Regions from separate parts of the Mus musculus genome. Here all the other regions are linked to region 3. A link is a contact called in public Hi-C, HiCAR-type, HiChIP or PLAC-seq and promoter capture Hi-C data. All regions are on one chromosome and are shown on one strand. Each heading gives the region's core, a stretch centred on a gene start, on an enhancer-like site or on the middle of the called end of the contact. The rest is flanking DNA. Distances are from core to core; before and after follow the strand shown. Region 1 holds the start of Svep1 (sushi, von Willebrand factor type A, EGF and pentraxin domain containing 1). Region 2 overlaps E130308A19Rik (RIKEN cDNA E130308A19 gene). Region 3 holds the start of Dnajc25 (DnaJ heat shock protein family (Hsp40) member C25). Region 4 has its middle 10 kb from the start of Slc46a2. Region 5 overlaps Snx30 (sorting nexin family member 30). Region 6 overlaps Musk (muscle, skeletal, receptor tyrosine kinase). Region 7 holds the start of Inip (INTS3 and NABP interacting protein).

Evidence for each region. A called contact is a pair of places that touch in the nucleus more often than the background predicts. HiCAR-type assays count read pairs that join an accessible place to other places. HiChIP or PLAC-seq counts read pairs in DNA pulled down with a chosen protein or histone mark. Capture Hi-C pulls out chosen DNA fragments and counts their contacts.
Region 1: a contact with region 3 is called in a promoter capture Hi-C map of adipose tissue. The contact joins the promoter of Svep1 here to the promoter of Dnajc25 in region 3. A contact is called at or near these places in 5 of 39 promoter capture datasets (the 3T3-L1 cell line, 3T3-L1-derived adipocytes, cranial neural crest and 2 more), 1 of 115 datasets of contacts at active chromatin or transcription factors (embryonic forebrain) and 1 of 9 other capture datasets (adipose tissue).
Region 2: a contact with region 3 is called in an H3K27ac HiChIP or PLAC-seq map of large pre-B cells, with 4 times the contacts expected there. The contact joins the enhancer-like site here to the promoter of Dnajc25 in region 3. A contact is called at or near these places in 2 of 39 promoter capture datasets (the C10 cell line and the HPC-7 cell line) and 2 of 115 datasets of contacts at active chromatin or transcription factors (the 230-238 cell line and large pre-B cells).
Region 4: a Hi-C map of B cells shows a contact between it and region 3, with 7 read pairs. The contact joins the enhancer-like site here to the promoter of Dnajc25 in region 3. A contact is called at or near these places in 4 of 39 promoter capture datasets (cranial neural crest, frontonasal cranial neural crest, pre-B cells and 1 more), 1 of 484 Hi-C or Micro-C datasets (B cells), 1 of 115 datasets of contacts at active chromatin or transcription factors (bone marrow-derived macrophages) and 1 of 9 other capture datasets (liver).
Region 5: a contact with region 3 is called in an H3K27ac HiChIP or PLAC-seq map of microglia, with 9 times the contacts expected there. The contact joins the enhancer-like site here to the promoter of Dnajc25 in region 3. A contact is called at or near these places in 4 of 39 promoter capture datasets (hematopoietic stem and progenitor cells, liver, neutrophils and 1 more), 4 of 115 datasets of contacts at active chromatin or transcription factors (embryonic stem cells, fetal liver, large pre-B cells and 1 more) and 1 of 9 other capture datasets (adipose tissue).
Region 6: a contact with region 3 is called in an H3K4me3 HiChIP or PLAC-seq map of embryonic limb bud, with 3 times the contacts expected there. The contact joins the enhancer-like site here to the promoter of Dnajc25 in region 3. A contact is called at or near these places in 6 of 39 promoter capture datasets (the 3T3-L1 cell line, cranial neural crest, frontonasal cranial neural crest and 2 more) and 2 of 115 datasets of contacts at active chromatin or transcription factors (embryonic limb bud and embryonic stem cells).
Region 7: a HiCAR-type map of astrocytes shows a contact between it and region 3, with 3 times the contacts expected there. The contact joins the promoter of Inip here to the promoter of Dnajc25 in region 3. A contact is called at or near these places in 4 of 39 promoter capture datasets (the C10 cell line, the HPC-7 cell line, HPC-7-derived erythroid cells and 1 more), 3 of 484 Hi-C or Micro-C datasets (CD4 T cells, CD8 T cells and Sertoli cells), 7 of 115 datasets of contacts at active chromatin or transcription factors (the 230-238 cell line, astrocytes, effector CD8 T cells and 4 more) and 3 of 9 other capture datasets (adipose tissue, liver and macrophages).

What each region holds. Positions count from the first base shown.
Region 1 is chr4:58,205,314-58,208,226 of GRCm38.p6, reverse strand. It overlaps Svep1 (sushi, von Willebrand factor type A, EGF and pentraxin domain containing 1), which reads left to right and starts at 1,631. Exons shown (of 48, transcript NM_022814.2): 1 at 1,631-2,384. The coding sequence starts at 1,851.
Region 2 is chr4:59,720,056-59,723,070 of GRCm38.p6, reverse strand. All of the region lies in intron 2 of E130308A19Rik (RIKEN cDNA E130308A19 gene), which reads right to left. Among named protein-coding and RNA genes, the nearest start is that of Inip, 62 kb to the left of the region's middle. Within about 2 kb of position 1,455, at least 8 of the 459 cell types and tissues checked have an H3K27ac peak or open chromatin away from gene starts, as enhancers often do.
Region 3 is chr4:59,001,401-59,004,570 of GRCm38.p6, reverse strand. Dnajc25 (DnaJ heat shock protein family (Hsp40) member C25) reads right to left here and starts at 1,378. Exons shown (of 4, transcript NM_001033165.3): 1 at 1,014-1,378. The coding sequence starts at 1,340.
Region 4 is chr4:59,923,834-59,926,967 of GRCm38.p6, reverse strand. No RefSeq gene overlaps it. Among named protein-coding and RNA genes, the nearest start is that of Slc46a2, 10 kb to the right of the region's middle. Within about 2 kb of position 1,632, at least 17 of the 459 cell types and tissues checked have an H3K27ac peak or open chromatin away from gene starts, as enhancers often do. A contact at or near this core is called in B cells, where this site is marked.
Region 5 is chr4:59,843,694-59,846,768 of GRCm38.p6, reverse strand. The region is part of intron 1 of Snx30 (sorting nexin family member 30); the gene reads right to left. Among named protein-coding and RNA genes, the nearest start is that of Snx30, 40 kb to the right of the region's middle. Within about 2 kb of position 1,313, at least 67 of the 459 cell types and tissues checked have an H3K27ac peak or open chromatin away from gene starts, as enhancers often do. A contact at or near this core is called in hematopoietic stem and progenitor cells, liver, microglia and 1 more, where this site is marked.
Region 6 is chr4:58,343,796-58,346,737 of GRCm38.p6, reverse strand. It overlaps Musk (muscle, skeletal, receptor tyrosine kinase), which reads right to left. Exons shown (of 15, transcript NM_001037129.1): 8 at 2,427-2,586. Among named protein-coding and RNA genes, the nearest start is that of Musk, 59 kb to the right of the region's middle. Within about 2 kb of position 1,542, at least 2 of the 459 cell types and tissues checked have an H3K27ac peak or open chromatin away from gene starts, as enhancers often do. A contact at or near this core is called in embryonic limb bud, where this site is marked.
Region 7 is chr4:59,782,229-59,785,117 of GRCm38.p6, reverse strand. It overlaps Inip (INTS3 and NABP interacting protein), which reads left to right and starts at 1,263. Exons shown (of 5, transcript NM_001013577.1): 1 at 1,263-1,390; 2 at 2,784-2,864. The coding sequence starts at 2,840.

The DNA.
Region 1 (2,913 bases), core at 382-2,881, 800 kb after region 3:
CTTGATGATCAGTGCTGGAAATGGGACTTGGAAAGCATTATGAATAAAGGAAGTGATGTGACTGGCCAGCGTTTATTGAGCACATGCTGTGTTCTGAACACATCCCTAAGAGTTTTACTATTTAATGATTTAATCCTTGATATGTTATTATTCCTCCATTTTCCAAATGAGCAAACTGACACAGCCAATAAATAGCACAGCCAGGGTTTCATTTCAGGGAAATTGATCCAAGAGCCCTGCCACTTGGGCCTGCACGCTCTGACACCTCTCATGTTGAAGGTAGTTGATTAAATAGAGTTGGAGTTAAACCACTCACTGCTGGAGAGCAGCGGAACTCTGGGGTCATTTGATTCCAAGGCAAAATAAAAGTAGACACTGGACCAAAGCCCAGAGGTGATGGGGGTTTACATAACTACGCAGAGTTCCTGATTCCTAGCTGGAATCTTTTAGGCAAGGGCTCTGCCTTTCATGTAATAAGTATGTGCTTCAGCGTGCACAGCTTTGAGGTCTTAATTGGAAAAATCACTCCAAGTAGCAGCTGGTATTCCAAAGGGTATATATGCCAGGACGATCTAATCTGTTGCATCAAATAAAAAGAGGAGGGTGTTAATATCACAGGGTGTCTACTTATAGTTCAAAATTTAGCATAAACTTCTGTCCTCATAGAAGGCTTGCCTGGCCTTGGCTAAAGTCAAGTTTGCCTTTGAAAGCAAGACAAACTTCTGTTTAAGCAAGGTCAGTTGTAATTTTGTGTGTGTGTATACATATATATATGTATATATACATACACACATATATACATATATATATATACATATGTGATACACATAAACATGTGTAATCATACATATTCGTTTCACGTATGAATATCAAGTTGATGGTGACATCACTTTTACCTGCTACAGGTTCCTAGAGGACAGGTCCATGTCAGTTTTCCCCTGCTCGTGTTACCTATAGAGCATCGCAAGCTGCTACGTGGAGGAAAGAATGAACAATACAGGAATGATTAACCGCGGGAAAGGTGAACGATAACTCTGCGTATGTGATGCGCACGGGTGGGCCCCACCCACTTCAACAGCCTGAGATCTGAACAGGTTCTCAGGATTCTGCACCACTCACCAGACAGACCCTTCAGGAAAGTTATGCAAATATCCACTTTGGGAGGCTTAGACACGCATCCCCACCCCACCCCACCCCCCAAGAGTGGAATGAACCCCAAAAGGTGAGCAAGCAGTTTTCAAAGCATGCTTTCAACTCTGCCAGCCCCGCGTGTGTGTTTTCTTCTCCAGTGTTTCCAATTACTGTGGCACTCTCGGTATCCACATCCATCTCCAGCGCATTCCTCCGCAGCTCCTTGCCAGACATATGGGATCAATCAGTGAGCTTGTGAGGGAATGTTGACAGCATGACAGGCGAGGGGTTCTGGTGTCATGGAATCTCCAAGAGTCTTTAGCTGGATCCCAGGCAAGAGAGAGGGGGGAGGAGAGAGATAGAGGAGAGATAGGGAGAGGAGTGGGAAAAGGAAGGAGAGGACAGACAGAGAAGGAGGGAAGCGACTCTGACTTCACTGCCCCCTTCCTTCAAACATTTTATAGGCTTCGGGAGAGAGAAGGAGGAGGAGAGAAACCAAATAGCCGAGAGTCAGAGGAGCACATCCCTCCAGTCCCTCCCGAGTCCCCGAGCTGCCAGAGGAGTCTGGATCGTGTCCCCAGTGTCACATGCAAGGACGCTGAGGTTCGCGGTTGCTACCCCGGGTCCCCTCCGCTTAGTCCGGGAACCTTGGCGCCTCTCTGCGCGCTCGGGGACTGTCGCCTTGCACTCCCCGGGGCCACCGCTCGGTCCCCAGCGGGATGTGGTCGCGCCTGGCCTTTTGTTGCTGGGCTCTGGCACTGGTGTCAGGCTGGACCAACTTCCAGCCCGTGGCCCCTTCGCTCAACTTCAGCTTCCGCCTGTTCCCCGAGGCCTCTCCGGGGGCTCTGGGCAGACTGGCGGTACCTCCCGCGTCCAGTGAGGAGGAGGCAGCAGGGAGCAAAGTGGAGCGCCTGGGCCGCGCGTTCCGGAGCCGCGTGCGGCGACTGCGGGAGCTCAGCGGCAGCCTGGAGCTCGTCTTCCTGGTGGACGAGTCGTCCAGCGTGGGCCAAACCAACTTCCTCAACGAGCTCAAGTTCGTGCGCAAGCTGCTGTCCGACTTCCCCGTGGTGTCCACGGCCACGCGTGTGGCCATCGTCACCTTCTCATCCAAGAACAACGTGGTGGCGCGCGTGGATTACATCTCCACCAGCCGCGCGCACCAACACAAGTGCGCGCTACTCAGCCGCGAGATCCCGGCCATCACCTACCGCGGTGGTGGCACCTATACCAAGGGCGCCTTCCAGCAAGCCGCGGTAAGACCCCCACACACCCAGGCCAGCGGCCTGGGGCCCCTCCTGCCCACCGCTGCCAACCCCTTCTCTAGCCTGGTTCAGCTCCTGCAAGGCTTAAGGTGTCCAAGGGGAGCCAGCGTCCCAAGAAGCACAAATATGACCATTCTCCTGCTGCCCTAGTGAAGGTCCAGACTGAAATGGGTTTTTAAATGCTTAAGGAGGTGTCACATTTCTTAAAGGGTTCCTTGAGGGACCCTAGTAGGAAGGGACCTTTAAGCTCACTTAAGTTTGTGAGGAAACTGTTTATACAAGCTGAAACAGGTATGGTTAACAAATATTTGTGAAGATGGGACATGTAATGAGCTGAGGACAGTCCTAATTCTTTTTCATGACATAGACTTCGTAACTTTGCTTCCAGACTTTAATTGTTTACTAGTTTGTGATAGGCTCTCTCGTGTTTCCAAGACTGGTCTCCGACTTACAACACAGCAGAGCGTGTCCCTGAGTTATGATCCTCCTGCCTCCACCTCCCAAGCGCGGGGATGACAGC
Region 2 (3,015 bases), core at 206-2,705, 720 kb before region 3:
TCTAGTAAGCCACTTTTTAAAAGGTTGATTTAATCTAAATATCACAGTGTTCCTATCTGGTTAGTTTTCACAGCAAAACATAAATAAATAAAAAGTTCACATTATTGACGTAATATTGTCTGTATGTAGTAGTTGGGATGAAGCAGGGCAGGCTTCTCTGTCAGTACGCAGCACACAGCAGCAGGGCTCAGTACTGCTAGTCTGTTCTCTCAGGTCAGTGCTGAGACAGGCCTTCTCAGACACTGCGGTCAACACAATCAGGAATTACAAACTATGTCTCAGATAAGAGTTTTACAGAAACCTTAAAAATGACAGGTATTACCACATAAGAATGGCCTTTTAAAAAGCTCCCTCATAAGGAGCTTGCCATGAGCTCACGAACTAGCTCTAGAAGGAGAGTGGGAAGTTCTGCAGAGGGACTGGGAGAAAGCCCTGTGTGTTTAACAGTGGAGGCAATGGGGAGGTGGGTAAGAGGACAGTGTGCAGCCGTGACACATTGCCCAGCATTCCTTTAAAGCAGACAGACAGCCTTCAGCGCTGCAAAGACACTACTCTCATTTCTGGCTCAAATCAATACCTAGCTCATACTAAAAATGGCGAATAGAAAAAGCTTGGGAGTGAGAAAGCAGACTACTCCTTCTTCATCTAACCAACTTAAAATTTCATCCTAAAATGAAGATAACTTACTTTCTCCTTAAGGTTGTTCAAAAGATTTAGAAGGTACTTGTATAGAAACATATACAACTTTTCTTATCAACACTTATCTTAGAAGGACAAGTTCATGGAGATATTCTACCCAACGATGTCCCATGCAGACCTGCCACTTCTGCACTAGAAGACCACAGCCTAGAAGGCCTTGTGTGCTTATTACTTATTGATGCAAAGAGCCACCTAGCCATGGGAAAACTTGGCTCTGTGACAACTTATAAAGCAAATAAAAATATTTGTCTTTTTGTCATATTATAAAATACCACCTACCTTCCAAGCCATTGTGACTTACAAGGTTGATTTGAAGAAGAAACACATGCCCCAAAAGGGCGCTCAGACGTAACAAACCAACGATGGGTTGCAGTTCTTACACATTACTGATTGCACAGGATGGGGAGGCCCCCAGCTCAGCCTCACTGTAGCTCTCACATCTACATGTACTTGATTTTTGAAGTGTCTTAACTAATCATTTATTAATGTTTTAGTCTTCAAGACTTGAAAAACAAAAGACTAAAAAAAAAAAACCATGACAAATGTTAAACCAAAATTATTCAAACTACAGAGCATTAAATGCATTTCTATTAATGAGAAGAAACTGAAGAATGCTTTGAATTCTGCTAAGCCTGGTAACAAAATATTGTGACTTAAAATGGGTGTCAATTTTCCTTTGATCTTAAGCTCAGAGTCAAGTAACCCCTAGGGAAAAAAGAGTCAAATTTAATGCTTAGACATAGCAACAGGATACTGCAGCCTGGCTCTACCAACGCACCAGACGTTTTCAGTGGGGCCTCTATTCTCTACTTTCTCTCTCATGCTTAACATACAATCTAACACTCAAATATTCTCGAAGATTTTGGTAGTTTTAAATTTCTTGTAAATCTGATGATCAAATTCATTTCCACTGACTTAGGGACAAAGAACATTCTATTCAGGTCTAAGCACCACAGTAAAAATGAGCTATGGAACAGTCTTTTATTACCGCCCCCCCCCAACCCATAGCAGAGCTTGCATATTGTTTTTAAATGAGACATCTCCAAAAAAGGATGGCACCTTTATTCCTCTTCTATAGCCCACCTCCCCAAAGGAAAGTCCTGTACATGCTGAGACCTCCATATCCGGTGAAAATGAGGCACGGCTGAAACTCTATGCTAAAAATATATGCAAATAAATAAATAGATTCATGTTGAGCTTATGACGCTACTTTCTGATCTGGCGCAACAATACTGCACAGGCAGTAAAACTGTCTCCTGACTCATATGTAATCTTTAAAAATTAAAAAAATAAATCCATCTATGAAGGAGACTAAAAGTGGGAGGTGAGGCAGGAGGAGGAGCTGAGGACACAGTGTCTTGAATGACTCTTGGTTTCCTTTCTGATTTGTTTTTTTCTTTTTTTAAACGGAATTCTTTCTCTACAGTTGCCTGAGAACCGCTATGGTTTTTGCCAGTCTGTAACAGTGATTATATGTCATCACCCAGAAGCACACTTGTTTGTCTCAAGCCTATAAATACTGTGTTAGTAATACTAAACTATTGCCATTGGCTTTCTGTAAAAAGAAAAATAGAGATTTGCATTTTATAAAGTTAGCAGTGAGGGCAGGTGGAAGGGACGCAATGCAGTACACATGATGGTTTCCTGGGACACAGAAACCAAAGTGAGGTCTTGGACGAGCCACCTGGTCAGGCCGTGTCCGAGGAAGAGTCATAGGAGGAGACAATGAAATTGCCACTGCTGGAGTGGCCAGCCACGGACTGGGCAGCCTGCTGGCTCAGGTTGTTGCAGATGAGCACCAGCTGATTGCTCTGGGCCTCAGACAAGGTGCTACAGCTCTGGTAGACACTGAAGTTGGTCTTCCTGCCGGGGATGTTGCCCTTCTCACACATGGTCTTCACCATCTTGGCTAGCTTGTTCTTGCCAAGGGCCTGGCAATTGTACCAGTGAAGAGCTGCCAAGTTCACAACTGGCTTGATGGACAAGTAGAAGGGGGCATCCTCATAGCGCATAGCAGGAGGCCTCCGCTGGGCATACTCCTTATAATCCTGCACCGGGCAGGTCTGCGGGGCATGCTGGGTGGCATAAACTCGCGAGTCCGTTCCTCCTCTCTTGGTTTTGGCATTCAAATCACCAGTGTCCTGACCTATCCACTCCAAATACTCAAGCCCGGTTTCTGTGACACGGAGCCGGATATCGCCCCATTTCAAGGTGGATCCATGGAAGCCTGTGCAGTGGCCAAACGCTTTCGTGTTGTTGAGCCAGACGAGGTTGAGCAGACCCTCAGGGTTGTACCTGCTCAGCAGTCCCCTCTTC
Region 3 (3,170 bases), core at 129-2,628:
AGAATTTAGTCAGTGAAGTACAGTCTTAATAGCTCCAAACATCAAACTGCTCTAAGCCTGAAAGAAAGGGAATTTGACTCCGAATTGCCAACTCTGTAAAGCTAATCTGGAGGACTAATCCACCATTAATGGTAATACAGCTATCCAAAGTAGTCATTACAAGAAGGCTGGAAAACAAAACAACAACAACAACAAAAACCTAGGAAAGAGACACAGCTATGATGGAAACACGGCTATGACTGACGCTGCAGTCTTCCGATGGGGCTCTTGAAACAGAAATACCTCCCTCAAGCATGACATAACAGGTGATTTTTTTTTTTACATATACTGCAGTAATCAAAGAAAAGGGGGTCAAGCTAAATCCTCCTACATGCACAGCAGGCAATAAAGCCTTTGTCAGATCACTACACACGTCCAAAAATTATTTTCCTACTAGGAATTCTCAATCTTCTGCCCCAAGTCAGAAACAACTATCCAAGGTCACTCAGGAGTTGTCAGAGCCAAAAGTCACAGTCCAGTTTTCGGACTGATAGTTCGCTGTTTGTGTGTGTGTGTGTGTGTGTGTGTGTGCGCGCGCTTCTAGATAAATGTCATTATTGACATTATCCCAGAGGCCAAACTTCTGTCCTATCAAATTGGCATGATCAGTTGTTAATACTCAGTATTTCAGACTTTTCTGTTCTATGTCCTATCTCAGATCCTAGCACTGACAATCACCCTGCTTTCCGAGCATGCACCTCAAGTAACCAGAATGCTTTTTACACCAAAAATAAAATAAGTGCAAAGCTTTGCATAACAACTGTCCAAAAACAGAACTGGCTGTCCTCCAAAACTGTCCTCGAGGAGGTGGCCATGCTGGCTAGCGGGCCAAGGTGGCTCATTCCACGGCCACGTGGGAAACGTGGACCTCCTAAAAGTCCAGGCGGCAGCAGTGTGCTGGGGTCGTAGAGGACCTGATCACCCGGCTAGGAGACCCAAATCCCCAGCCACCCATCAGCGCCCGCGAGCCTCACCTTGAGCGTCTCGTAGGCGGTCGCCACTAGCAGGAAAGCCTCGGCGCTCGGCGGCGCGCCCCCGGGGCCGTCCCCGGGCTCGGGCCGGTAGCGATCTGGGTGGTAGCGCCGGGCCAGCTGACGGTAGGCCCGCGCGATCTCCGCCTTGCTGGCCGAGCGGCTCACGCCCAGCACCTCGTAGCAGTCGCGCGTGCCGCAGTACAGCCCTTCCACCAGGGCCTCGGCGGGCCGCGCCAGCAGCGGGACCAGCAGCAGCGGCGCCAGCAGCAGCCATGGGCGCTGGCCGGCAGCCCCGGGTCCCCCGCGCAAAGCGAGCCGCGCCGCCATCCCCGCCTCGCTCGCCGCTCTGCCAGCACAGCGGCCGCGGCTGCTCTCCTCGGCGCCGGGCTCGGCCCCGCAGCCCGGTCCACGTCAGCAGGCCGCGCCTGTGCGCAGGCGCAGGGGGCGTGGCGCCGCAGCCACTTCCGTCCCCGCGCGTTGCTAGGAGAGAAGGACGCCTTAGCCTCGGGCGGCTTCTGTGTGTTGTGGAGCCTGGTAGTCTTAGTAGCTCAGCGGTCTTTTCTGAGGCAGGGGTAGGTGTCTGTCTGTCTGAAGCGCTCCTAGCCGCCTAGTGCGGCACAGTCCACACGCAGGACTAGCCACACGCCACCTTCTCGACCTCGCTACTTCATCCGCTGCCGTAGGAACTCTGGGCACTGGCATCCTGTCTCCAGGCCTGGACATTGCCCCCCCTCTAACCCAAACTGAAGATGAACTTAGACAATTGCACTGTCTCTCTCCCAGGAGCCCTGAAAGACCGTGGCCTTTTTGTTCTCTGTTTCTCTGCTTATTTATATTTTAGAGCAAACAATTATTTGCCCGGAGGATGTAAAACGTTTAGTAGTACCCCCATACGGTCCACAAAAGTGCCTGTAACACCATTATCCCTAATTGTGACAATCAAAATACAGCTTAAGATCTTGCAAATGCCTCCAGGGAAATCAGGAGGTGGAGTGGGGAGAGGACGTGCTCCATTAAGTTTAAATTTCAGATAAACCACAGTTTTTAAATGTGTAATTTATTTGTTGCTGTGACCAAATACCTGCAAGCAGCAACATCAAAGATGAAGGATTTATTTGGGTTTAGGGTTCTAGGGAATACGGCCCCCACAGTCCAGAAGGCCTGGCAACAAAGTTGCTAGTTACACATTATCTGAAATTAGAATAAAGGAATGAAAAGGGTGCCAAATTTATTTTCTCCTTTTTATTTGATCCAATGCCTCACTATGTATGATGGTGATGTGTCCATGTTGTTCTTACCTCAGTTACACCCTTCTGGAAAACAGCCTCACACACACTCAGAGATGTGTTTCCATGGTGATTCTAAATCCAGTCGGGTTGATAATGAATGACCAGTATATCCCACATGACTGACTTTATAGTTTCCCAGGTCTATGATGGCAACTGGCTAACAACTAATAGATAGGGATCTATCCATTGGGATTGGTCTGTACACCAAGTGAAGATTTGATAGACAATGTTAGATATTCAGGAAGAATACAATTAAATTTTTCTAGTATCAACATGGACTTTAGCCTCTATAAACCTCAATTATTTCATTTCAAATAAATTCAAAGTGAGCCAAAATACCAATACCTCTTTCAAGACGGGGAGTTTCTATTAATAGTCACATTTGCAGGTTTGACGAGTACTCACACTGTGGTGGTTTGAATAAGAATGGTTGCCACAGGCTCCGATACTTGAATGCTTAGTAGCCAGGGAGTGAGGGGATTCTTGGTAAGACTTGAGAGAGATGGTCTTGTTGGAGGTAGGCTTTTGAGTTTTTCAAAAGCCCACATCTGCTCCCCCTCACCCCCACTCTCTCTCTCTCATACACACACACACACACACACACACACACACACACACACATACACACACACACACACACACACACACACGGGGGGGGGAGAGAGAGAGAGAGAGAGAGAGAGAGAGAGAGAGAGAGAACTAAACCTGTGAAACTCTAAGCAAGACTCAATGCCTTCATTTATAAGAGCTGTCTTGGTCATGGTGTCTATTCACAGCAATAGAACAGCGACTAAGACAGCTAATTCGGACCACTGCAGGATGTCTCAGAATTAAAATTTTTCAAAGTGTAACCAGACGGTGATGGCGC
Region 4 (3,134 bases), core at 383-2,882, 920 kb before region 3:
AAGGAAGTGTCGGATGAGTTGAGGCTGGAGAAACAGGGAGCCTCAGGTCAGGAAAGCCTTGTTGGGTAGAATACGAATTTGGACCTTAATCCAAGGATAGCTGCCAGTCATCAAAGGGGCATACCCAGGGAAATAACAGGATCTTACCTATGCTTTGACAAAATGACTTGGGCTGCAGTGTGGCTTAACGTATTGAGAAGGACACTCACTATGTGGATGTGTCAGAGACTGTATGTTCCATGTGGAAGAGAAAGTCTGAGGGGTCAGGGAGATGGGCTGATGAATAAGAAAGAGTGCTTGCTTTGCAAGTAAGTGGGCCGGAGTTCCAATCCCCAGAATGCATATAAATAGTTGGCATGGCTGCATGTGCCCACAATCCCATCTCTGGTGTGGGGTGGGAGAGACAGATCACAAGGGCTAACACTGGCCTGCCTGTCTAGCCAAAGGACGAGCTTCCAGTTCAATGAGAGGCCTTGTCTCAAGGAAGTAGGGAATTGTGACAGAGAGGGACTCCTGACTTCTTATTCTATTCTCATGTGTGCACATTCTCATGTGTGCACATCACCACCATCACCACCACCACACACACACACACACACACACACACACACACACACACACACACAAACACACACACACACACACAAAATGCAGGAAACAAGTCGGGGGCTTACTGTATCACTGCTCAGGAGAGTGTAGCTGGCGGCAGCACTCAGCTGGGCTTGGAAATCTCTGTTAGAAGCTCTTTGCTGAGACCAAACCAAAGTGCACAGCCATGGCCCTAGCTCTTTCTTCTGGGACCACAAAGAACAAGTCCAAGCCGATCCAATAGGAGTCTTTCGAGTTAGCTTGAATCACCATCCTGCCATTCATGAATCCCTTCTTCCTGTTTAAAATCCATTAGTCTTTAAGCAGGTCCACAAACACCCTGAAGAGTCATCCTCTTCCTCGGGCCTTCTCAGAGCAATCCCAGCTGGCAATGTAGATTCTAGAGTTTAAGATGAGTATGGAGTATCGAGTTGCTATTCCAATGCTGTGACTATAGTATGAAAACAGACCAAGAAGGATTCAACCTACAGCTGGACAGCTAAAAAGTACATTGGGCTACTAATAACAGAACCCAGACCTTGGCTGGTCTGTTTGAAACATGTCGTGCAGTAATCATCGTATCCTGACAGCTTTCAGTATGAATCTTAATATTAGCCTTATTTTGCAGATAAGAAAAACACAGTAGGAGAGTTTTTTTTCTTTTTTTTATTGGATATTTTCTTCATTTACATTTCAAATGCTATCCCAAAAGTCCCCTATACCTCCCTCCCACCCCCTGCCCTGCTCCCCTACCCACTCACTCCCACTTCTTAGCCCTGGCTTTCCCCTGTACTGGGGCATATAAAGTTTGCTAGACTAAGGATCCTCTCTTCCCAATGATGGCTGACTAGGCCATCTTCTGCTACATATGCAGTTAGAGACACGAGCTCTGAGGGTACTGATTAGTTCATAATGTTGTTCCACCTATACGGTTGCAGACTCCTTCAGCTCTTGGGTACTTTCTCTAGCTCAGTAGGAGGGTTCTTAAGGTTGCCCAGGTACTGAGTACTAAGCTACCAAGCACCTGAGTCCTTCAGCCGCACTCAGGTGCACTCAGCCACAGCTGTACATCCTGTTGACGGAAAGGAAAAGAAGCATGGTGCCCTCTCCGCTTGGGTGAAAAGTGGTTTAGGATGCTAAAGGAAGTCGGGCGTGAACCCCAAATAGCTACAGCATTTTAGAGAAACAAAAGGACCAAAGAGATGGCTCAGCGGGTAAAGGGTCTTGCTGCAAAATCTGGTGACCTGAGTTCGCTCCCTGGGACCCACATGGTGGAAGGGAAGACCTCCGTACTTGCATTATTGCACATACGTGTGTATACACACATATGTATACACACATACACTAAATAGTTTTTTAAGGGATTAAATTTAAAACAAAAACAAAAACCAAAGAACCATAAATGCCTAACAAGTTAAAGGGGCATTTATTTAAGGCAGAGAATGGATTTCATAACACTGAGAATAGCAAGAGAGGTATGTAAACATTTTAATTCTCGTCCTCCCTCTCTTCCTCCTGATTCCCCCTTCTCTTCTTGGGATAAGAACACTTAACATGAACACGTGATCTGACCAGCTCACAAGCTTTTACAGTGAAATGCATGATGTTTTGGCTTGGGTACATCAAAACACAGACCCCCAGCTTCACGCATCTTGAGCTGAAGTGAAACTGGTCAGGCACACTTCATGTCCTTCACCTCCTGCCTCCTCCAGCCCCCAGCAGCAGTCACTGTTGGGCTCTTTAACTCTGTGCCCTGGACAAGTTCTCTCACTGCTGCAAGCTAAATCGGGAAGAGCTGAACACAAACGCACAAAGGGCTTTGAAAACCTCAGCTGGAAGTCACCCACTCGCCACTTTGCAAGCACTTATTGATTTCCTGCCACGTGCCACACAGACCCTAGGTGCTAGAGAATCATCCAGGGTTCCTATTTGCATGAGATGTCTCTGAAGAACAATTATTTTGGATAAAACAAACATGCAAATGTAGGCACAATTGTGAACTACATCAGGTACTTTATGAGTAAAAACAATATGTGTGTGTCTGTGTGTGTGTGTATGTGTGTCTCTGTCTGTGTGTCTGTGTGTGTCTATGTGTGTCTCTGTCTGTGTGACTGTGTGTCTGTGTGTGTGTGTGTGTGTGTGTGTGTGTGTGTGTGTGTGTGTGAGGCACACTCTCCTGCATGCGTGAGGAGGACAGGAGAAGACACTGGGTGTCTTCCTCTATCACTCTCTGACTTCTTTCCAGCACTGATCCTGTCTCCATGTCCCACAGTGCTGGGGCTGCAGGCAGTTGTATCTGGCTTTCCACCTGGGAGCTGAGAGCTGAACTTGCTTGTTCAGAAAGCACTCTTACCCTCTGAGCCATTTCTCCAGCCCTACAAGCAAACAAAACTTTAGGTTATTCTTCTATATAATATTAAATGAAAGGTACAATTTGATCATCATCATCCCAAGAGGTTGAATGAGTGTATTAAGAAAGAGAGAGAGAGAGAGAGAGAGAGAGAAGAAGAAGAAGAAGGAGGAGGAGGAGGAGGAGGAGGAGGAGG
Region 5 (3,075 bases), core at 64-2,563, 840 kb before region 3:
AGTGACAGGCCATTCAACAACATCTAAAGAGTCTAGGTCTCACGCATGGCTGTCCCACACCACCTTGTCCTTCAAGCACAACAGCCATCAGCATCTTAGCAGACGATGAGTCTACTGATGCGTCCCAGGGAGCAGAGGATCATCAGACCCTCACCTGAGATTAGGGCCACTCCCTCCAGCACCCCTTCCTCCTGGCCATATTTAATTTCTGTCTCTACCTGTGTTATGACCTAGGAGCAGCTCAGGCAAGTGTCCCATCTTCTGATATTGCAACACAAAGTTGTCACACACACAGTTCATGCTCAAGAAGCATCAATCAAGTTACAAGACGTCATACATAAAGTAAGTTCCGATTTGTACTGGGCCCCACTCACAGCTCTCCTGGGGCATATGCAGCCCGTGGGATACATGTGGGACATACCTGTCAGATAGAACAGAGAAGATAAATAAAGGCATGCTCCATCTATACAGCTAAGGAGAAGGAGTGAAGGGAAGTCTCACCCAGGCAGGGATGAGACTTTAGTGATACATACCTGTCTTAGGGTTTATTTCTGTGAAGAGACACCATGACCAATGCAACTCTTATAAAGGCAAACATTTAATTGGAGCTGGCTTACAGTTTCAGAGGTTCAGTCCATTGCCATCATGGCAGGAAGCATGGCATCCTGCAGGCAGACTTTGTTCTGGAGAAGGAACTCAAGAGTTCTAGATCTTGATCCAAGGGCAGACAGGAGATTCTTCAGCAGGCAGCCATGATGGGGCTCTCTTCTGCACTGGGCAGAACTTGAGCATAGGACCTCAAAGCCCACCCCCACAGTAACTCACTTCCTCCAACAAGGCCATACCTCCTAATAGTGCCACTTCCCATGGCCAAACATATTCAAACCATCACAATAGCTGTGTGGGGTCACCTGCATCCTATTTAGTAAGCCCAAATAAACCCACTCGTCCACTAAGCTAGTTAGACAGAATCATTACTTTGGTCTGTCATTGGTAACCTACCGGGGTTGGGGGCCAGAAGAAGGCATTAAATCCCCTAGAAATAGAGCTACAGGGAGCAGCCATGCGGGTGCTGGCAATACAGCGTAGTCATCTGCAAGAGCAGCAAGTGCTCTTAACCACTGAGCCGTCTCTCCAGTTCCCAAACCATCCTTGTAACCACCACTCATTCATCTCACAAAATAAGACAATTCAGATGTGTCAAAAACGTTAGTAAAGAACTTTCTTGGTTGTCAGAACCAGAGTGTAGAAGAAACAAAATACTAGTCTGTTCTATGTGATCAAATATGGGTAAATCATTACCCCAGACCAAACTCTCTTGAGGGCAAAAGCCACTCAGGCAAGGAACAGGACAGGACAGACTCACAGACCAATGGCAAGTATCAGATGTTACGATGACAACAGCCTTCCCCGCTCTCATCTCTAAATGTGCTTTAAATCCCCCCACATTTTCAGGAAGACTGAAAGTGTCCTTTTTATCAGACACAGACTCTGGAATTTGTGAGCCTCTCAGGGACAAAATTTATGTGCCAAATTGTGCCATTTGACACGTATGTCCCTCCTTGGGAGAGATATAATTTCTGTGGTCGATCTTAAAACCGTCTGTGGGAAAAGAAAGGGCCACCGAGTTGAAACTGCCTTTCTGATCTAAGAAGGGAACGGAAGCACGCCCTCCTTCCTCTGGACACTACTCAAACCACCTTCTGGCAGAGCTCTCTCGTGCTCAGGGTTTGTGACAAACTCACCCTCCAGCTGTGGCAGTGGGAGGCCTTCAAACCCACAACCAAAACTGAAAATTAACACAAGGCTGAACTGGAAGGAAGCCTGTAACCCTATCCCAGAGGGCCATGCTTCCTATGGTCAGTCAGTGTTCATATCATTCCTTTGTCTCCAACAGTGTCAGCTCTGAGGCGTTGGCTCAGCAATAGTACCCAGATTCCAATCCACATCTTAGGAATTCCTCGAGGCGTGGTGCCCTGGACACCTGTGCTAGAAGCGTCCTATATTCCTTTGTAATACGAATTTTCAACCCCCAAGTCCACGTGGATGTCTCTGCAGAGCCATTTGCTTGGTCCATGGCTGCTCCAGATCCCAGCCAATGTGGCTCAGTCCAGAGAAGGGTGGTTCCTCTTTATGTCCACGGTTAACTGAGTCACTGAAGAAGAAATGAAAACTGCACCAAGAGTCTGGTCACAGGAAAAAATTAAGAATGGGCTTGCAAGATGGCTCAGCAGGTGGAGGTGCTTGCTGCCAAGCCTGACAACCCGAGTTCAATCCCCTGGACTCCTACCAGTTATCCTCTGACCACCACACACACAAAGTAAACTAATAAGAATTACTTTTTGAACATTAAGGAATAAGAGAAGAAACAGGATCTCTGAATGCATGAGGCTCTGGGCTTAATCCCTGGGACTTGTCAAAGCAAGAAACAGCAAGAAAAAGAAAAAAGGGAGGTTTGTGTTCTAAGCTATGGGGTTTGGAATTTTTTGACATCAAAAAGTTTTTTTTAAGTTTATTACAGTAAGATGAGCTGTCATCAAATTTAAAACTGCATCCATGTGTTGCAGCCTAAGTGCAGAGCTCGTGCACAGGGCTGCATTACTCTAGGGAACAGAAGCCCCGCCGTTCCACAAAAATTGTGCTGTATATAGCCTGTTGCTATTTTGTCTCATTAGCATCATGTTTTCACTGTCCTTTTGCTAGTGTATAAATTATTCAACTGCACAAATTTCTCTGTGTTACAACTGCCTACAGAATTCAACACCGTAACATGTCGTACCACTCACTGGGCAGCCTATACTCTGCTGTATTCCACACAGTCAAAGGGTACAGCAAGCTCCACCACCACTTAGGTTTGGAAGTCCACACCGTGTTCACACAATGAGGAAATCTTCTAGAAACATGTTCCTCAGAACATATTCCTGTTGTAAAGAGACACAGGGCTTCACTGGTCAGTCCCATCCTCTTTGTAAGGCCATCTGAGCTAAGCTGCCGAGAAGGGCTCTGCAAAGAAGGGCCAGTTATCTGAATCCTCACTTGACAACAGATGACAGAGAGGCAGTTAGGTAAAGAAGA
Region 6 (2,942 bases), core at 293-2,792, 660 kb after region 3:
ACACACACACACACACACTCGATCATGGTGTTAGCTGACAAAGACCCCCAAACTCACATCCTGCCCCCAACATAAATTGCTTAGCTGAGAGACCAAAGCCTTCTAGTTCTAAGGAAAGCTGTATTCCTTTAGAAAAAAATCCCCATCACATTTAGTACTGGAAACTGACAGACTCTGGAGTGACCATGGGGGAAATGTCAAGAACTGTGTAAGGTCTGTAAGATTTCATTCCACCAGGGAAGTCACTGGAAATCACCAAGAAATGCCTCAGACTTAATTTTAATTCTAAAAAATAAAATCTAGTCTGTCTTCTGTTGAGTTACACAGGTTAGGCTGAAAGACTCTCATTTCCATTCGGAAGATGCTACTGGGGCTGAGGAGATGGCTCAGCAGTTAAAACACTTGCCGAATAAGGGTGGAGGGAGTTTGGATCCCTAGAAACCCACAAGAATTGCCCAGTGGGTGTGGTGGTCACCTGCCATCCCAAACTCAGAAGGCAGAGACAGGGGATCCTCAGAACAAGCTGGCTAGCAAGCCTAACCAAATCTGTGCATCTGGGTTTAATTGAGAAACCCTGCTTCAATGCCTAGTATGGAGGTGCAATGGAGGATAGACCCTAACAGTAACTTCTAGCCACCATTTGTGCATCGACAGTCACACAATCTGTCCACAGACATGCAGGGAAAAACACATAACATTGGAGATTGGAGGACACCATTGAAGTATCAATCCCTTTCTTCCTTGCCATCTAGAAAAGCGATGGAGAAGGAAGGACCATCTTGACCTCTAGCCAAGGATTATCACTAAGAAACCAGGGACTTGCACACATGGGACCCTCTGAAGACTGACAGCACTAATATTCATCTTCCATCTAGGGGAAGAACAAGCCAAGCTAAATAACATCCATGCATATGCCTGAAATATCCCTGTGTAATGTGCTCACCCTTTCCTTATAATAAATTGCAATCGCTAGTGTGTACTAACTGGTTCTACTCCAGTGCCACACTAGGACGCTTGCAGACCTCAATTTTACCCTGGCAGACTGACCTCTTTTCTTAGCACCTGCCATTGCCACTGTGTTCTGGATGTCACGTCTTTTCTAGGCTCCTGGGCCACATTCAGCACATTTAACAATTGCATACAAAGTCCTTTATACAAAGCAAAGTATGGTACAAATGGTAATCATTTTTTAAAATTATCTTTAGTATGTTGAATCACTTTGTGGCTCATCATTGCTTAAAGAAGTGGTATACTTTAACTGGTACAATGACCAAAGACCCTATAGAAAGACAGATCCTACAAGGAGGTAGTAGAGGGAGTCTATTTTCACCTTTGTGGGCATGCTCCTGAGGTCTAGCCTTGTCTACTGCTACTTACATACTCTGTGGTCTCTATTTCAGATTAAGAATCATAAGTACTATTAGAAAGTTCCCCACTGGGGAAGATCAAAGAAATAAGCCGTAATAAGAAACAGCAGACTCCAGGAGCTGGCCCTGAGTCTGCCCCGTGCTAGCTTTACATGTCAGGCCAAACACCTCTCGACTGATCCTTGAACAGAAGGCCTGCTATGAGTCTAACATGCCTGGCATTTCCTGATACACAGATTATTTCCACCTCTAGCAATTCCACAAATGTGCCCAGAAGCCTTTTGGATATTTAACTTTTAAAAATAACCCTTCACAACACAATGCAGGTAGCCTAGAAACACATGTGCCAGCTGTTTCCCATGAAAATACCTGCAAACCCTGTTGTCACTTGGATAACACAGGGAAGTAAAATACAAACAAAGCAAAGCAAAGCAAAGCAAAGCAAAACAAAACAAAACAAAAAAAACATGGTAAAAATGCCCTTAAGGAACAGCTGTGTGGAACTGGTTCAGCCATGTTAAATATCTACCAACTTTCTGAGAGCCTTGGGAAGCTTGCTTAACCCAGAGAGGTGGGGACAGGAGAGGTTCTAAAAGAAAGAGTAGAGGAAAGAAGAAAAGAAGGGTGGAATGATAGAAGGAAGGAATCAAGAACCAAGAAGGGAGAAGGGAGCAAGAAAGGGAGGGGGAGAGGAAGCGAGGGAGGCAGAGGCAGAGGGAGGGAAGAGAGATAGAAGAAGGAGGAGAGAGGGAGGAAAGACATGAATAGAGATAGGGAGGGGAGGGGAGAGGGAAAGAAAAGAAATTAAAAGGGAGGGAAAGAGAAAAGTAAGGTTCTGTAAATTGGTATCCATCACTTGAACAAGAATGTTAAGATGTTGTTTTTAATGCAACAAAGTCAAAATCTATGTCTCGATCACCCATGTGTGTCAAAATGAACAAGGGAATAGCTTCAAGGGGACTGGGGTGATGAAGGGGGTTTTACCTCTGCCTCCCTTCCAGATGCCATGGAGTGCCAGCTGCCCCCTCTTCTGGAGCACTGTAAACACGCAGCACCTACCTGCTATGCTGACAGTGGCTGCAGCCTTTGCGGTACTGAACTTTTCTCCGTGCTTATTGGTAGCTATGCATGTGTAGAGTCCTGGCTTTGTGATGAAGAGCTGGAGTCTTGAGTCAATCACTCGGTCTTTCACACTCTCTTGAATGGAACCTGAAGAAACCTGGTGGGTGTAGGCAAAATAAAAGGTAGAACTAGATTACCCTCTCCTAAGACACCACATCGGTTGCCTGGTATGATCAACAGGCATGGGGAGAACTGCAAATACAGAAACAAGCTCCCTGTCCCTAGGCCCATGTCCTTGTACTATGAGTCCTCAGTCCCTCTCTCATTCTCCACCCTTTGATCTAGACTAGCCAGTGATGTGTTCTGAGATTACGTACAAAACTGGCACATTGTGGCTTGCTTTCTTTTTTATTTTGGACCCTGGGTCGCTCTGTGGATAAACTAGAGAGAGCTTGCTGGATATGGTAGTTTGAATGAAAACAGCCCCCATAGGCTCATAAGGACTGCCACTAT
Region 7 (2,889 bases), core at 14-2,513, 780 kb before region 3:
CATTGTAAACATTAGCAAACATCAATTATTATTTTAGAAATAAGGTTTAAGTAGTCAATACTGACCTTAAACTTGCTATGTTCCTTGTTCAAGCTACATACCTTGGACAAAAGATCCTCTTCCCACTAAATTCCCAAGGCTGGATTAAGAAGTATACACTACCATGCCCAATTTTATGTGGTGTGAGGTATCAAATTCAGGGCCTCCTGTGTCCTAGACAAGGACTCTACCAATTTAGCTACATCTCCAACATCCCAAATATTAATTAAGAGCACAGGTGCAAGTTGTGGAGAGTGGTTGATAATCACAGAACAAATACACCTTAAAACATATTTATGTCTTTTGCATTTCTGTTTATTTGTTTGTTTGTTTGCAAATAGGGTTTCTCTGGGTAGCCCTGGCTGTCCTGGAACTCGCTTTGAAGGTTGGCCTTGAATTCATAGAGCTATGCCTGGCTCTGCCCCCCCCCCCCCCCCCCCACGCCACCACCGCCTGGCAAACGCTTTTACGTCTTAAGGTAAACGTCTGGATTTAGCGTGAGGCTATGCAGCATAGGGTAACTTCCAGTAGCATCTTGGTGTGGCGTTCACTCTTTTGTTTGTTTGCTTTTGAGTCGGGGGTTTCTCTGTGTAATCCTGACTGTCCTGGAGTTTGCTATGCAGACCTGGATGGCCTCAAACTTCGAGAGATCCGAGATCCGTCTCTGCCTCCAAGAGTGCTGGGATCAAAAGCATGCCTCACTGCTCTCAGCCGACACTTTCATTTTTAAAATTCAGATTATGCACACTAGTGAAAACTTGTACCTATTTAGTGCTCACCTTGTGTATAATTATTGACTCAGACGGTAAACAACAAAAATATTCCTGGGATGGTTGTTAAAACCTGAAAGTGTGCTCAACCTCCCTCTGAAGCTCTACTGAAGTGGATTAACATCAGGGTTAAATAAATCCTGACAGACAGACAGACAGACAGACAGACAGACAGACAGACAGACAGCTAATCTCCTGCAAACCTGAAGGGGAAAAAAAAAGAATCAATTTAGGTGCTAGGGACCCTGCTCTATTCCTGCCAATCAGCGTTTGGCTCCGCCCCCAATTGTACGGCCTGCATCTCCCGTGAGCCTCTTCGACTGTCATTCTTCGGAAGGGAAACCCTTTCCGGCCGAAGAAACGCTTAAACTACGAATCACTTGGGGTAGCGTCCGTTGCGTCCAGTCGATAGGCGGGACTTCCGCTTCCAGGGGGCCCGTCAGTCAGGAGGCGGAAGTTGGTGCCGGCGGGAAGGTTGTAGCGCGGTGCATTGCTGCACTCTCGCCGGGTTCTGCGTGGGCGCGCCCCCCTGCACGGCTGCGACCGGACAGCGAGCTTTCTCCAGGCTCCTCGCATTCCGGGTAAGTAAAAAGGACTGGTGACGCCAAGAGAAGGGTGGCCCGAACGCTGGCCACGGGGCAGCGGCCTCGCGCGGCATAGTGTGCGAGGGTTTCTCACTTCCCGTTGGGTTTCGCCCACCCCGCGCGCGGGCGGGGACTCCTGGGTCACCCTGACCCTTTCTCAGGGTGGCCTTGATAGCCTTCGGTACGAGCTCGGCTTCGCCCATGCCGTGCTCCAGCCCCAGCCGTGGGAGACGCGAGTCCTTTCCACCCGGCATCTGCTTAGAGCTCGTGTCTTCGCTCAACAATAGTTCTCTACTTCCGCAATCCCGTTCGCGCCTTGTTTTGTTTTGAGTCAGGGTCGGGCTGTGTAGCCCTGGTTGGCCGGGTACTCGGGGTTCTTCTGCCTCATCTTCCAGAGGGCTGGAATTACCGCTATGCGCGGTCACGTTTTTAAAGAGCACATTTGTTAAATTAGTTTTCCTTCCCCCGCCCCCTCCATCCCCAATCCCGTGTGATTACTTGAATGAAACTCAAGGGTCGAGGAGTTTGTCTTGTGATTCCGGCGTGGCCAAATGCAAAACTTTTATTTCTAAACTTAGAGATGAGCAGGCTTGGGGTTGGAGAGGTGGCTCAGCCGGTAAGAGCACTTGCCCAAGCATTAGGGTCTGTGTTGGAATCTCCCGGCATCCATGGCCGAAGACAGACACCTGCACCCCAGAGCTGAGGGAAGGCAGAGACGGAGGATCGGTGAGGGTGGCAGCCTAGCTCCGGGCTCAGTGAGAGACCCTGTTTTCAAGGGAAGAAGGTAGAGAGTGATAGCACAAGGCATCTGATGCCTTTTCCTGCCCTGCTCACACATGCACCACACACACAAAGGAACCAGGAGTCCAGGTTTCCTTACTAGTTTTGTGACTGTTGGCCTCCACGTACATAAAAATGCTCATTAAAAAACATTTTTGGGGACACATCTTACACAATATATGGCGCAGAGTAGATACTTGTTAGGTTGGTTGGTTCTTTCTTTCCTTCTTTCTTTCACCAGCACAGCAAATGCTGGAATTTGTTTTTTAAATGAACGGAGAGTGCTTTTTATAGAATTTTATTTTTCTTCCTAGCACTGATTATGTGGATACTTTACAAAAGGTTGATATATTTGGTAAATACATCTTGATGATGTAAATTAAAAGTTATGCTAAATGTTGGTATTAACAACTTAAGTCCTAGAAAAAAAAAATGTTCATTTAATGAAGTGCATGAGGAATTTGCAGAGCTAAATTTCTGATTTAAGTCTGTGTTTTTTACGTGTATCTTTCTTAAGAGACTAAGAAACCAAACTCAGCCTAGCTGTTCTTTTTTGAGTCTGTAATTTAAGGCCAGTGCATTTTATGTGTGCACAAAAATTTTTTTACAGATGATTGTAAAGTCCTGATCAGTGGCCACTGAATATAATTGACCCAGAATAGGAAGATGGCAGCAAATCCTTCAGGACAAGGTAATGCATGCTGGGACTTCTGTTA